3 separate regions of the Mus musculus genome follow, and regions 1 and 3 are each linked to region 2. Evidence: chromatin contacts called from public promoter capture Hi-C data. All regions are on one chromosome and are shown on one strand. Each heading gives the region's core, a stretch centred on a gene start, on an enhancer-like site or on the middle of the called end of the contact. The rest is flanking DNA. Distances are from core to core; before and after follow the strand shown. Region 1 holds the start of Rhbdl2 (rhomboid like 2). Region 2 holds the start of Inpp5b (inositol polyphosphate-5-phosphatase B). Region 3 has its middle 45 kb from the start of Rragc.

Region 1 (4,031 bases), core at 296-2,795, 950 kb before region 2:
GGTGTAAAGGACCCCAGACCTTAACACAACTGACTCCATGATGGAAGTGGCGGATGGGCCATAAAACTCAGCATGTAGCCAGCACCACTGGCCAAAAAAAAAAAAAAAAAAAAAAGAAGAAGATCTAGTCCATCAAAGTCCATAGCTGTGGACAGTCTCTAAATGTACAAACTTTTTTTTTTCTTCTGTAGTTCTACTTTTAGCTTAACTGCTCTTGTTAACAGAAGTATGTCAACCCAGGATATGGTTTTTTTGCGCTTAAAATTTCATCCCGAGAAAGGCTCATTGCTACACTGGGATCCCAAATACCCAGTGTAGTTGCTGGCCAGCTAATAAAGACTTTGCATTGGCTTAAACCCATGTCCAAGCATTCTTCTCTGGTGGATGCCTCACGACAATAGGCATGTGCCACCATATTCTACCTTCCTCTTCACAACATCTCTTACTCTGTGCCTTCCTTTATACACAGCCCTGGTCAGTTCTTTGGATTAGGCATTCATTATCCAGAGAATTTAATATCTTCCTCCAGCCTCTGGCATTTGCAGGCACATTACACACACACACACACACACACACACACACACACACACACACACACAGAGTCCATATACAGGTAAGCAGGTTCAAACCTGTACACATAAATGTCACTTGAAGTTGAGGGTCTAGTTCAGTGGTAGGGCAGTTGCCCATTGGTTCTATCCCCAGCACAGAAAATAAACACACTCTGAGTCTGACTTCATGTTTAAGCTCTCTCTGAGTCCTTCCATGTCTATAGTGTAAAGTCTGAATATTTCTCGGCAAGCCTTGTAAGGCCCTTCCTGGCATGATACTCCTTGCTCATAGTTCTGAACTTGAGTGGCTTGCTTATCCTCTATGCTATCTCCGAAATTTTTTTTCCCTAGAACTGTCCTACGCAGGGAAGTCCTCCCTGATCATGCTGCCAGGATCTTAGGCAAACCTTTAGTGGCAGACTTTATTCTTTGGCTTGCCAGTACAGGAGGGTAGGCACCAGGTTAACCTACTTTTCTGCTCTCAGGACCTGGCACACTTTGAATGGCTAATCAGAGACTGGCAAACCCATTGTACAGGGGCTAAGGTACATCCAGTTTGTGTGCAGAGCCTAGGAGCTTGTGACCAGGCTATCAAATTACTCAGTTGTTGTAAAGTACCAGGCCTGGGGCACACTAGAGTGTGATCCAGGACAATCCCATGGAAAGTAACTGAGACCTACCAGAGCAGACCTTTCCCAGAGGCCGACCTGAGAACCAACACAACACGTGGGACTCAGTCACATACAGGACGGCAGGACAAGGAGGAGCCATGAATAGCCCAGGAGAAGGAGCAGGGTGGCTGTCACAGGCTCCCTGGCACAGACCCAAGTAGGAGGAGGCCAGGACTCATTCATCCAGGGCCAACCCAGGGAAGACTGCCTAGCAGGCTGGCCCGGCTTAGGCCAGGCCACCAGGGGAGGGGATTTCCTCTGGCTCCCTCCTCCTTGGGAACCTGTCTGGACAATTTTAGTTCTGGGAGGGCGGGAGGAGAGCCTGGCAGGCTGCGGCTCGGGCCTCCAGGCAGCTCCGTTGGCTGCTTGAAGTGCAAGATCCGACTGCAGTGTGGGACCACTGTGCCTCGGCCTCCCCAGGTAAGGTGCAGGGGTGGATTGGGGGATGGGGGGAGGAAGGCGGTGGGAGGCCGAATGCTGAAGCAGGAAGCTGGTGGCAGAAATTCTAGGTAGCTCCCTAAACCTGCTGACCGTCAGCGAGGGGAAGGAAGATTAATGCTTCCAGAGTCAACCTTCCGGAAGAACCTAGAATGTCTGCTTCGGGTTCTGAAACTTTTCAAAGTTGGCAGCGCCCTGGAAGTGGAAGGAGAGCCGACCTGGGAGTTTAATCCTGCCACCTCGCTGCAAGGTTCAAGCAAGCACTGTTTCATTACTTTCTCCCCAGCATCCTCAGACTCCCAGGGCTTATTTTTATTTTTGTTTTGGGCGGGAGGAATGGTGGTGTATGTGTGTGTGCGTATGCGTGTGCGTGTGCGTGTGTGTGTGTGTGAGACATGTCAGCCACACCTATAACTGAACTGGTAATCGTCTGTATCACCATCTGAGCCAGAAACTACCTGGGCTTCCCCAGCCTCTACCTCCTCTGCCCTGGAGATTGGCAGGTAGAGGTTTCAGCTCTTCCAACACGGCAGCTCTGCTGTGACTTCCTCCTTCCTGCTATGGGCACCTAAGGGATTTACCTCAAGCAATCGGTCTTTTATTCTTGGCCATTTGTTTACTCATTAGTTGAGCACACACATCAGTTGTCTGAAGGGAGGAACATGTCCTTCCTGCTGTGAATAAAAAAGTTGAAATTTATCCACACGTATCTACAAGCTGACAGGCAGGCAGCGGGGCATGGCAGGAGTTACAAACCTGGACTGCTGACCCTTCATTTCCTCTTTACTTCCTGGACTTCAGCATCCTCATCTGTAAGGGCCTGGATTTGTTTGTTTGTTTGTTTTTTAAAGATAATAAGGAACTATGTGAATCCAGGGCAGGCTGGGTGGTCAGCTCACAGTGGGGCCTGGATAAACATCTGTGCTTTCTTCTTCTTTGCCCCTCCCTAACTGGCACCTTCCTTGCAGTAAGCTTGTAAAGATAGAGAAGACAAACCCTGGCCTTGACAGTGTCTAGGTGGCTTGTAAATTGAACTGAGTAGTGGAGGCAGGTGCTCTAGGGAGTGGGAGGCCAGAGATGTGAAGGAAGGAGACGGGCCTCTGGCTGGATGTACAAACCCTGGACCAGGGCTGGGACCAGACGGTGATGCCGTTTCTGACTTGAGATCTGTCAGAGACATTATTCTCCTTCCATACTTAAGAAGATTCTATTTTATTACTTCTTTTTGGAAGAGGGTCTCACTATGTTATCTGGGCTGGCAGAACTCACTGTGTAAACTAGACTAGCCTTGAACTTCCAGAGATCCTCCTGCCTCTGCCTTCCCAATATGCTATCACTCCCAGCCTTCCTTCCCCATTAAATATTTGTTGACAATTTTGAACATTAATGAAATATATTTTAGCCAGTTTCACACACCCTACCCCCCTTCCTCCCACTGGTATTCTTGTCAGTGAATGTCCCTTTTACATCAAGTGTGTGGCTTCCTGAGTTCAGTTATTTGCTGAGTGGGGGTGGGGTTTATTTAGTGTCAAAAAGACCAATTATCTATGACACACTACAGAAGAAAGTGACACCCCTTCCCCAACAAGTGGTGATTGCCTCTCGTCCCTCAGTCCCAGTTGGATCTGGCACTTAGCCATCTTCAGTGCGTGGTCTTGGGCTTGTGGGTATCTGTAATCTCATCATTCAGGAGGCGGAGTTCAAGGCCAGTCTGGGCTGCACAGAGAGACGTTGCCTCAGATACCAAACCAACCAAACACAAAGATTCATTGCATCGAAACTCTGCTATATTACTCTCATCCCCATAGGCTTTCCCTAAGGCCAATACATAATGGATCCAGGATTCAGGTTTGTGGATCAGAATTCACGCTGTCTGCTCAGTCCCTGAAGTCTTTCAAAGTCTCTGTATAGAGGACAGAGAGGGAGGCGTCATAATCACTTCTGTTCTGAGCTGTTTCACTCAGGTGGCAGGAGACATGCTTGTAGTTGTTCCTCATTCATTCATTCATTCATTCATTCATTCATGTGCTCTATCTGTCCTAGGAGACCTAAAGGACCCCAAAGGGGGGTAATTAGTCTGGCTTGATGATTCATGCCTGTAGTTCCTGCACTGGGAGGTGGCTGCAGGAGGATTTTGTGAGTTTGAGGCTGCCTTGAGGTACATAGTAAATACTAGACCAGCTAGGGCTGCACAGCAAGACCCTGTCTCAAGTGAACAAAACCAAGGGTCCAGATAGTGTCTGCACTGTTACATAAACAGTGTACCTTCTATGCTCTTGCTATAAAAATGCTCCGTCAGTGAGTCTTTTGTGAGTAGATGAAGCTAAGCAATATCCAATTGTGCATTCCTTAGACTGTGCAATAAGGATGC
Region 2 (4,524 bases), core at 1,354-3,853:
CAGCCAGATGGGACCCTTAACTTCAACAAGGCCACTCCAAGAGTCACCAGGAACCCCCTGCCCTGGATCCCCAGTGTAGCTACAGACGCTCCTCCCTTTGCTCTGTTCCTGTCCCTGGTCCACTACCTGGGCTCAGCAGTTATCAGAGAGTGACATCTGAAAAGAATTTGTGGACACTGCAAGCCTTCACATCTCCCTGCTCCAAACCCTGGAGCTGTGTCTTTAGAGAGCATGACTTACCAAGTCCAGGTTCCCCCTTCCCCACTCACAGGGTCTGGGCCTTGAACATGGGTCCTTGTCCCCAATCCCAAGAGGAGGCTTAGACTTTTGGGGGTGGGGAGGATATACTTGTCTGACCTACATTTTGGGAAGACACCCCCCCAAATCCTGCAGGGATAGTTCGGTCTGTAAAGACCGCCTAGCCTCGCCCATTCCATCTCCCCAGCCCCTCCTCTCTAACGATCAGCTTTAAGGGGTTTTCCTGCCTTCCTTCAGTGACCTTCAGTGCCTTGATCTCTAACTAGTGCCCTTTCCCCTCATCCCCCATTTGACTTCAAAACTGCAGCCCAATCAACTTGAACTCCAGTTGTGCTGTGGATGTTTCTAGAAAGAGACAACCAGGAAGAGTCTGGGAGGAGTTTGCAACATGCAGGTTGAACTGGTTATCAGAGTTCAATTCAAAACAAAAAGGAGGGGGGCAGGTTAAAGGTTACAGGGGTGGGTGTGGGGTCAATGAGACAGTTTAGAGGTAAAAATCACTATGAGTTTGAGGCACATTTTGGGCCAGCCTGGGCTAACTAGTGAGTCCCTATCTCAAAACAACAGCAATAAAAAGTTACAGTGGCCATCCATTCTGCAACACTGGCCCAACTGCTTGCTTTTTTTTTTTTTTTTTTTTTTTTTTTGATTTTTCGAGACAGGGTTTCTCTGTATAGCCTTGGCTGTCCTGGAACTCACTTTGTAGACCAGGCTGGCCTCGAACTCAGAAATCCACCTGCCTCTGCCTTCCGAGTGCTGGGATTAAAGGCGTGCACCACCACGCCCGGCGAGAAGCAATCTTAAATCAGTAAAGCTAACTAATTGGGGTGAACATGTTCTGAGATGGAGATGTGGCTCAGTCATGGAGTGTTTGCTTGGCAGCTGTGAGGCCCTGGGTTCCGGTTCCTAGGCTCCATCCTCAGGACTGCTCAAAATAAATAAATGAAAGTCTCAGAGCCACTATACCAGAAACTGCACAGGAGTGTAAGGGCAAGATTCAGCCCAGTCCTCAGGGATCCAGCTTACCGAAATAGTCAGCAGTTGAGAAAAAACCAACCATTCTAGACTCTCTCGTCTGAGCTAGCTTCTTTTGTCCTGTCTTGAGTTATATATAGTCTTTTTTTTTTTTTTTTTTTTTTTTTTTTTCCGAGACAGGGTTTCTCTGTATAGCCCTGGCTGTCCTGGAACTCACTTTGTAGACCAGGCTGGCCTCGAACTCAGAAATCCGCCTGCCTCTGCCTCCCGAGTGCTGGGATTAAAGGAGTGTGCCACCATCCCCGGTTTAGCTATATATAGTCTTTACCTAGAAGGGAACAATGGAGTCTGGAAGAGAATAGTTCCTGTCAGGGTAAATGGCCAATAGAATGTGGCTAAGGGGCTTGAGGACAAAACCTGCTCAGGGCTGTCTATCTGGGCATTGCGGTGAGATGTCTCCTTAGTTAAGAGAACATATTGCTCTTTCTTGGGACCCAGTTCCCACCACACACATCAGGTGTCTCACAGCCTCCTGTCACCAGCCCCGAGGATCTGATGACCTCTGGCCTTCTTAGGTGAGCGTGCACACACACACACACACACACACACACACACACACACACACACACACGGTGCACATAAATTCATGCAAGCACACACACATACACACAAAAAATTAAAAACTAACAGATCTTTAAAGAAATAAAGAGCCAAGAGGGCCACATCGTCCTCCGCTGTTAAGAAGAGTCCTCCGCGCTGCCTGGTGGTTGTCATTACTGTGTCACAGATAAAGATGCCACACATTTCAAGTTCCATTGACAGAAAAGCTAGATAGGTCTTAAGAACATTTAGCAGTTCCTAGACGGGAAAATGACACAGGAATTGGAGTTGGACTTCCCTCTGGGCACCCAGCACTTATTGGCTACGGACTTTGTCAAACAGTTTTGTCTCTCTGTTCCTCCGTTTCTCCACCTGGCAAGTGGAGAAGGTGACATACATGAAGCCAGGGCACGGTAGTTATCTGGAAGTGTTTCAGAATAATAGAAAGCTGTCCCTTTCTGCATGTGAAGAGTTGAGGATGGACTTAACTTGAAAATAAAAGTTAACATCATTTTTTCCGTTAGGGTAACATGACCACTTCCTTCTGCCTTGGACATGGGCCTTGGCCCTTTGATTTAGTGGGCTGAGAAAGGCGTTCCTCACGCAGGCTTTCCAGAACTGGGACGCCCGAGTATGCTTGAATACAGACTGTAGATTCTAGATTTTTAAATAGAGTAAGGGCGGGGAGACCCACCTACTCGTCCATGTCCGACTCGGGCATGCTGGGACTTGCAGGCTGGCTGTCCGTCCTGTGACGCCAGGGCCGCTGGGAAATGTAGTCCTTAATCTGCCCTGGAACGGAGGTGTCCTGCAGGCCCACCGGTGACAGCTCGGGAGGTAGGCTGCAATGACAAGGATCTGAAATAAGTGCAGAGTGGGAGGGGGCTTGCAAGCTGGTTGCTGGGGCCCTTGTCCTGTGGGTGCCAGAATGGACACTCCTAACCTGCTGCTGATGCAACGGGGCCTGTTGGGTGGGGTGAGGGGCAAGGAGCAACGGGACACCCACAGGCTCCGAGGAAAGAGCAGCGGGGCTGGGTTATTTCTCCAGAATAAGACCCTCCTAGCTGAGACTGAGGCGAAGGCTGTCTCCCTACCCCTATTTGGACACACCACCAACCTTTCCCAGAGAAGAGCCAGATGGACCACAACTGCTCCCTGAAGAGGGCATCAGAGCTGTACCCAGAAGCAAGGAGACCAGAGAGCATACTGAACTCCACTGGGAACATCTGGGGCGACACCGAGCAAGGGGCAAAGGGGTAGAAACCCATTTTCTGGAAACGTTGAGAGACCCATTGTAGGAAAGACGGGGAAGGCCAGAAGGAGAAGAGAGATGACCAGGCTCTCTCTTTTCCCTCCACAAAGGCCCCTTTCTTCATCCCCACAGCCCCCCGAAGCAGCTCTAATACGGAATGGGAGGTTCCCACCTGCCCTACCCCAGGGTTTGACAGCTCAGCATGGACCAGTCTGTGGCAATCCAGGAGACCCTGGTTGAGGGGGAATACTGCGTCATCATATCCTTCCCAGTTGTAGGTTGCCATCCAGATCGTGCCTGCTTCAGCCTTGGGAGGTGGGATGGAGGGTGTGGAAAAATTTCTCTCGAAGCCATATGGGAAAAGGTAAACCAATATTTACCAAGTATTCACTTGGCTCTGGTCTCTCTACCAGGTGCTTTACATAGGTAGCTATTTTCTCAACCAGCTGCAAAGTTGGAGACTATTATACCCATTTTGCAGATGAGGAAAACTCAGAGAGGTGAAGTCGTTTGCCAGTGGGAGAGGGAAAGGCAGCGTGGTGGAGTGGGCCGGATGGGGAGTTTCGCCCTTTGGCTTTCAGTTTCCCTTCACTCTGAGCAGCAGGCAGTCCAAGGTGTGCTGTGTAAGGGAGATAGCCGGCAGAGCCGCCTGCTCGGGCTGGTGAGGTACCGGCTGGAAAATGACGCCCAGGAGCATGCGTAAGTAGGGCTCAGACTGCCTGTGTGGGCCATGGGTGGTTCTTCAGTATCCTCCAGCTGGACTTCAGTCATTCTGTCTGAGTCTCCTAGACTAATTAACACAATGATAGTGTTCTGGAACACCGTGTTCTAAGCCTTTAATAATCAGCAAGATGTGATGTGGAAGCTTTTAGAGGAGAGGCAGTTATATCAAACTTGGCCAGATTTTGAGTTTGTGTGAGTGCCCGAGTTTAAATCCGGATGCTGCAATCCTATGCAAATTGTTCTTCATAGCTCCATTTACCCAGAGTAAAGTACAGAGGGTTGAACTGGGAACGAGCGAGCACATGCACCAGGAAGCTGAGGCAGGACTGTCACAAATTCCAGGCCATCCTGGGCTACATTCTAAGCACAGCCTAGGCTACAGAGTGAGACCCTACCTCAAAAAGGGAAGGGATGGGGTTGAAGAGATGGTTGGAATGTGTACTGCTCTTGCATCACTGGACACTGTGCATGGAAAGGGCCTGAGCCATGCGTATGGCTAGGGCACTGCCAGCTAAGCACTAGGGACCCACAGGTGACCACAAGCACTCTAAGCTGGGCCTTCCACTCATTTCTGCCCTTAGTCTCTTCCTGTATACACACCGGAGGATGGCCATCACAGGAGACGATGTATCTCTGGACCAGATAGTGCCACTCTCAAAAGATTTTATGCTGGAAGAAGGTGCCAGTTGGGCCGGGTGGTATGCTCTCCTCTGGGT
Region 3 (4,421 bases), core at 264-2,763, 780 kb before region 2:
GTTGTTCTAACAGAGGATCAGGGTTCAGTTCCCAGCACCCAGTCTTGTAGCTCACAATCATCCATAATCCTAGCTCCAGGGCACCCAACAGGCACATGTGGTACACATACATACATGCATACACATAAAGCGAAACAAATAAACAAATAATTAAAAGATAATAAAACATTCTACTTGCATTTCTTGGGCGCCTCACACATGCCAGAGACTGTGTTTTATGTCCCTTCATTTGTCTTCAGAGTGCCCCTATAGCACAGGTGTTGCTGATGTTCCCATTTCACAGAGGTGGAGACTGAGGGTCAGGTTGGCTCCTTAGCACTGTTAAGGTAATACAGCTGAAAAGGCACAGAGGCAGAAGTTAGCCCAAGTCCTCTGATTTCAAAGCTTTGGATATCAGCGCTTGGCTCTATGGCCACCAGAACCTGCTGTCATCCTGGGGCAAAAGCACGTGTCTGTGTTTGCAAGAGTTTCATAAATATTTGGTTTTGCTTCCTCCTTTCTCCCATCAAACAGAGAAAAATGGGAATGACAATATAACAGCAACAACCACCACCACTGCAGCAGCAGCAACAACAACAACAACAACAACAACAACAACAATGTAAGCCTCCGACTCCTCTGTGGGTCAGGCAGATCTGATAGGTTCCACCACTGGCTTCTGGAGGGAGCTATCACCTCACCCTGGGAGGACTTATGTGTAACTATCACCAATGCTTCAAGATTTCACACATTCACCACTAAGTCACCTGAGTGTCTCCCATAGGCTATCTCGACTGTTCTCAGTGTGACCTAGCTGGAGCTGGACAAATCTTAAGGCCTCCTCCCTTAGCACCCTCAAATGCTAGCCTTTCATCTCTGTGAGGACAGAGGGACCGCACCTTGGTGACTGAGCCCTGTGTGGGCTGCTCAGCTGAGCCAGCTGGGAGTTGGCCCAGAGCCATGGAGTGTGAGAAACTTTCAAATTTCAAAACCGCCCTGGGCCAATTTAATAAACTTCTGCCACCTCTATCCTCTCCACAGTTTTGAATTCTCAAATATTCACACACACGAGCACACCCCCATCTAAGATGTGCACAGAGAATGGAAGAATTTTGGAATGTTAATAATGCAGAATTTTACAGCCTAGCAAGGTGAATTCTCAAGGGGTAATGGTTAACATCTGCTTTCTCTTTTCCCAAGATAACAATGACGAAACCAATCCACACAGCAAGCGGGAGGGCAAGAGATAGGCCTCCCACCCCTCTGAAAGGGGCTAAGTTGTCCCCAGATCCAGCACTGGGAACAATAACCTTATCACTTGCATGTAGTAAGGTCCGCAGTACGGGGGGCGGGGGGGGGGGACGACACAAGCCACAGTCAGTTTCTCAGGGCACACCTTCCATGCTGCGAACAAGACCCTTTTCTTCCAGGGGGTCTAAAAGATGGCAAGAATCACTCTGCTTCTCCCTGTGCGACAATTCTTAGCAATCAGCATCAGAGTCGTGTTCCTGACGTGTCCTTTTCCAGCCACCCCCAGAAGCCGCAGGGTGCTTGTGTCAGAAGACAGCAAAGTCAGAGCTCCCTCTCCATTCTGGATACAGGCTCTGGAGCGCCTGGGGCTCTGAGCATGCCCTCTCTGCGGCTTTCTCTGCCTCCATAAACACAAGTGAGCCTCAGAAACCTCCGAACCTAGGTCAAGATCCAGACCTAGGGACAACTATCCTGATCCAGTGAGCAGGTTGCTGAGGACACAAAGTAGCTGGAGAAAGGAGTCCGTGGTTTAGAGCAATCAAGCTGGGATCCCAAAGCTCACATCTGGCAGCTCACAACCTCCTGAAATTTCGGATCCAGGCCCTCTGACGCCCTCTTCTGTCCTCTGTGGGCACACACACGTATGTACAAATAAAAAATAAAAATTTAAATTTAAAAAGTATCTAGAGCCCACGCTTGTTTTCTGATAGTTGTTTTACTCCCTTGTCCCCACCTCCTAGAGATGGAGGTGTCTGGCTATGTAGCCTAGGCTAGCCTCAAACTATGAGGCACAGGATAGCTTTGAATTTGAAATACTCCTCCGGCTTCAGTCGCCTACGTGCTGGGATTGCAGCTGTGAACCACCGCATCCAGCTCATTTTATCTCTTTTGAGCTTCTCGTTTTGTTGGAGAGAAAAATTCAGTGCCTTGGAACCAGTTGACTCGGAACATAATTTCTCAGCTGGTTCTTGCCCTCTGGGCTCACTTGAGGAGATGGTCTAGTCCTGGAGCATTACAGACATCCCTTTTCAGGGACTCTCCGGGTCAGTTTTATCAGTTTAAAAAAAAATGACCCAGAAGTTATTTTTAAAAATGAAGGGTGCCAACCTTGTGTTTGCAGCTATGCGGGGATTTTTTTTTCTTTTTCTTTCTTTTTTTTTTTATCACGCTTCCCCCTTTCTTTGGTTTTGCTGAAGCAAAGATTGAGGCGCCCATGTGGCGCATCGGCAGCTTCCTGAATCTCAGAGAAACGGGAAGGAATGGCCAGGCTACCCTGCTCAGATGAATTTGTGGATCTTGGAAACCCTGAACCAATGTTCAGGCTCCTCTCTCTTGCTTGCATAATGCAATTTAAATCCCTTGTTAATTTCCAGGTCGGGTTTCATTCATGAGGATAATCTTTAATTGATGTTAAATATAGGGATCAAGTGAAGCGCATTATTTCTTTTTTACAAAGTGCTAATTGTTCGTGTTCTCATAAATTATTTTCCCCTCTTGTGGCTTATGAAAGAACTTTGCAGCCAGTGCTTTTAACCTCATCGTATGAATATTATCCTGTAATCATCAGGTCGTTTAGATCCTTCCTGTGTGGATGAGACTCACGTCACCCTCCAGAGCAGCGAGGAGGCGAAAGGGGAGCTGCGGAGCGCGTGTACATATGGGTGGCTTGCAGACGCTAAAAATATTTATATCCAAACATTTTAAACTTTAAGCAGATCTTTTCAGCTGCTTCTGTTCCTGCAAAGACCCTTGAGAGTTTCAGCCCAAAATGACTCTTTTAATTGAATTTAAAAACATTGGTTTTTTTTGGAGGCAGACTCTCACTATGTAGCCCAGGTCGGCCTCAAACTCAGAATCTTCCTGACTCTGTCTTCCTGGTATTGGCATTGCAGATATGCAGTACCATGCCCATCTTTTAATGAATTGATTAATTAAATTAATTAATTAGCATGTATATATGTATGTATGTATTTAGTGCTTGTGACTTGTTTTAGTTTTAATTTCTTTTTTCTTTTGAGACGAGGTTTCCTTATGTAGCCCTGGCTGTCTTAGAACTTGCTTTGCAGACCAGGCTGGCCTCGAACTCTGAGATCTGTCTGCCTCTGCCTTCTGAGTGCTAGAGTTAAAGACATGCATCACCATCAGCCCCCAAATTTTAATTTTCACCCTCCCTCTCCAGGATCTGGAGCTCCTCTGCACAGTTAATAGCAGCCGGGACGTTTTCTCCTCCCTGTCTGTGACATTAATTATTGTAGTAAGTTCCATATAGATGAAAACTTGTACACTATTTCTCGTCTCTTTCTTTCTTTTCCTTTTCCCCTCCCTCCCTTCCTTTCTTCCTTCTTTCAACACAGAGTCTCACTATGCAGCTTTACACTCACTTTATAGACCAGGCTGGCCTCAAACTCACAGAGAACTGCCTGCCTCTGCCTATAGATTTCTAAAGGCATGCACCTGGCCACTTTCTCTTTTTGGAAGTGTTCCATGTAGCCCAGGCTGGCCTGGCGCTCACTGTGCAGCCAAGGATGACCTTGAACCCCTGGTCCTTCTTTCATCTCTGAGCACTATGCTAAGGAAAATAAACCAGTCTCAGAGTGACAAATACTGGCCACGAATCGACTGTGTGACTTTTCCTGGACAGATGTGAGCAAGTGTCTGTGTACCAGAGACAGGGCACAGGTAGTCAAAGAATCAGTTCTATCTAGGACTAGCTTGTAAACCAACACATTTATTTGCATTATGCTGTATACGTTTTTAATCTCTACCCGGTTTTTTTTTTTTTAACCACCTTTGACCCTTTAGTTCCTGGATAAAAGACACACACAGCCTTTATATTTAGAATAAGCCTCGAACAGCACAGAGTTGGACCTAGACCTACCCTCCATGCTATTAGAATCTGCTTCTCTATTGCTAACTTCGAGTTTTACTTACTCTGTTTCTTCTGGGCTGCTCTTAACTCCCATTGGGCAGCCCTCAGGACCATCTTCTTATGGCTCACGTAACCCATGACTAGCTGCTTCTTCCACTTCTCCAGCCTTCTTCTTCTTCTCCTCGTGGTTTTCTCCAACCCTAAGCCCTGGAAACTTAAACGCCGCCTATGTCTCTTCGGCCCAGCTATTGGCTGTTGGCATCTTTTTTTTTTTTTTTTTTTTTTTTTTCGAGACAGGGTTTCTCTGTGTAGCCCTGGCTGT

Evidence for each region. Promoter capture Hi-C pulls out the DNA fragments that hold promoters and counts their contacts.
Region 1: a promoter capture Hi-C map of neural stem cells shows a contact between it and region 2. The contact joins the promoter of Rhbdl2 here to the promoter of Inpp5b in region 2. A contact is called at or near these places in 2 of 39 promoter capture datasets (hippocampal neurons and neural stem cells) and 1 of 115 datasets of contacts at active chromatin or transcription factors (astrocytes).
Region 3: a promoter capture Hi-C map of the SN4741 cell line shows a contact between it and region 2, with 2.6 times the contacts expected there. The contact joins the enhancer-like site here to the promoter of Inpp5b in region 2. A contact is called at or near these places in 6 of 39 promoter capture datasets (3T3-L1-derived adipocytes, the SN4741 cell line, cranial neural crest and 3 more), 1 of 15 datasets of contacts at CTCF or cohesin (the NIH/3T3 cell line), 4 of 115 datasets of contacts at active chromatin or transcription factors (astrocytes, embryonic basal ganglia, embryonic midbrain and 1 more) and 2 of 9 other capture datasets (adipose tissue and liver).

Annotation. Positions count from the first base shown.
Region 1 is chr4:123,786,330-123,790,360 of GRCm38.p6, forward strand. It overlaps Rhbdl2 (rhomboid like 2), which reads left to right and starts at 1,546. Exons shown (of 8, transcript NM_183163.2): 1 at 1,546-1,642.
Region 2 is chr4:124,739,247-124,743,770 of GRCm38.p6, forward strand. Inpp5b (inositol polyphosphate-5-phosphatase B) reads left to right here and starts at 2,604. Exons shown (of 24, transcript NM_008385.4): 1 at 2,604-2,670; 2 at 3,218-3,344; 3 at 3,690-3,784; 4 at 4,390-4,487. The coding sequence starts at 3,288. Gm12915 (predicted gene 12915) reads right to left here. Exons shown (of 4, transcript NR_151694.1): 3 at 2,528-2,675. It overlaps Gm32117 (a long non-coding RNA gene), which reads left to right. Exons shown (of 2, transcript XR_376640.4): 2 at 1-859.
Region 3 is chr4:123,960,253-123,964,673 of GRCm38.p6, forward strand. No RefSeq gene overlaps it. Among named protein-coding and RNA genes, the nearest start is that of Rragc, 45 kb to the left of the region's middle. Within about 2 kb of position 1,514, at least 9 of the 459 cell types and tissues checked have an H3K27ac peak or open chromatin away from gene starts, as enhancers often do.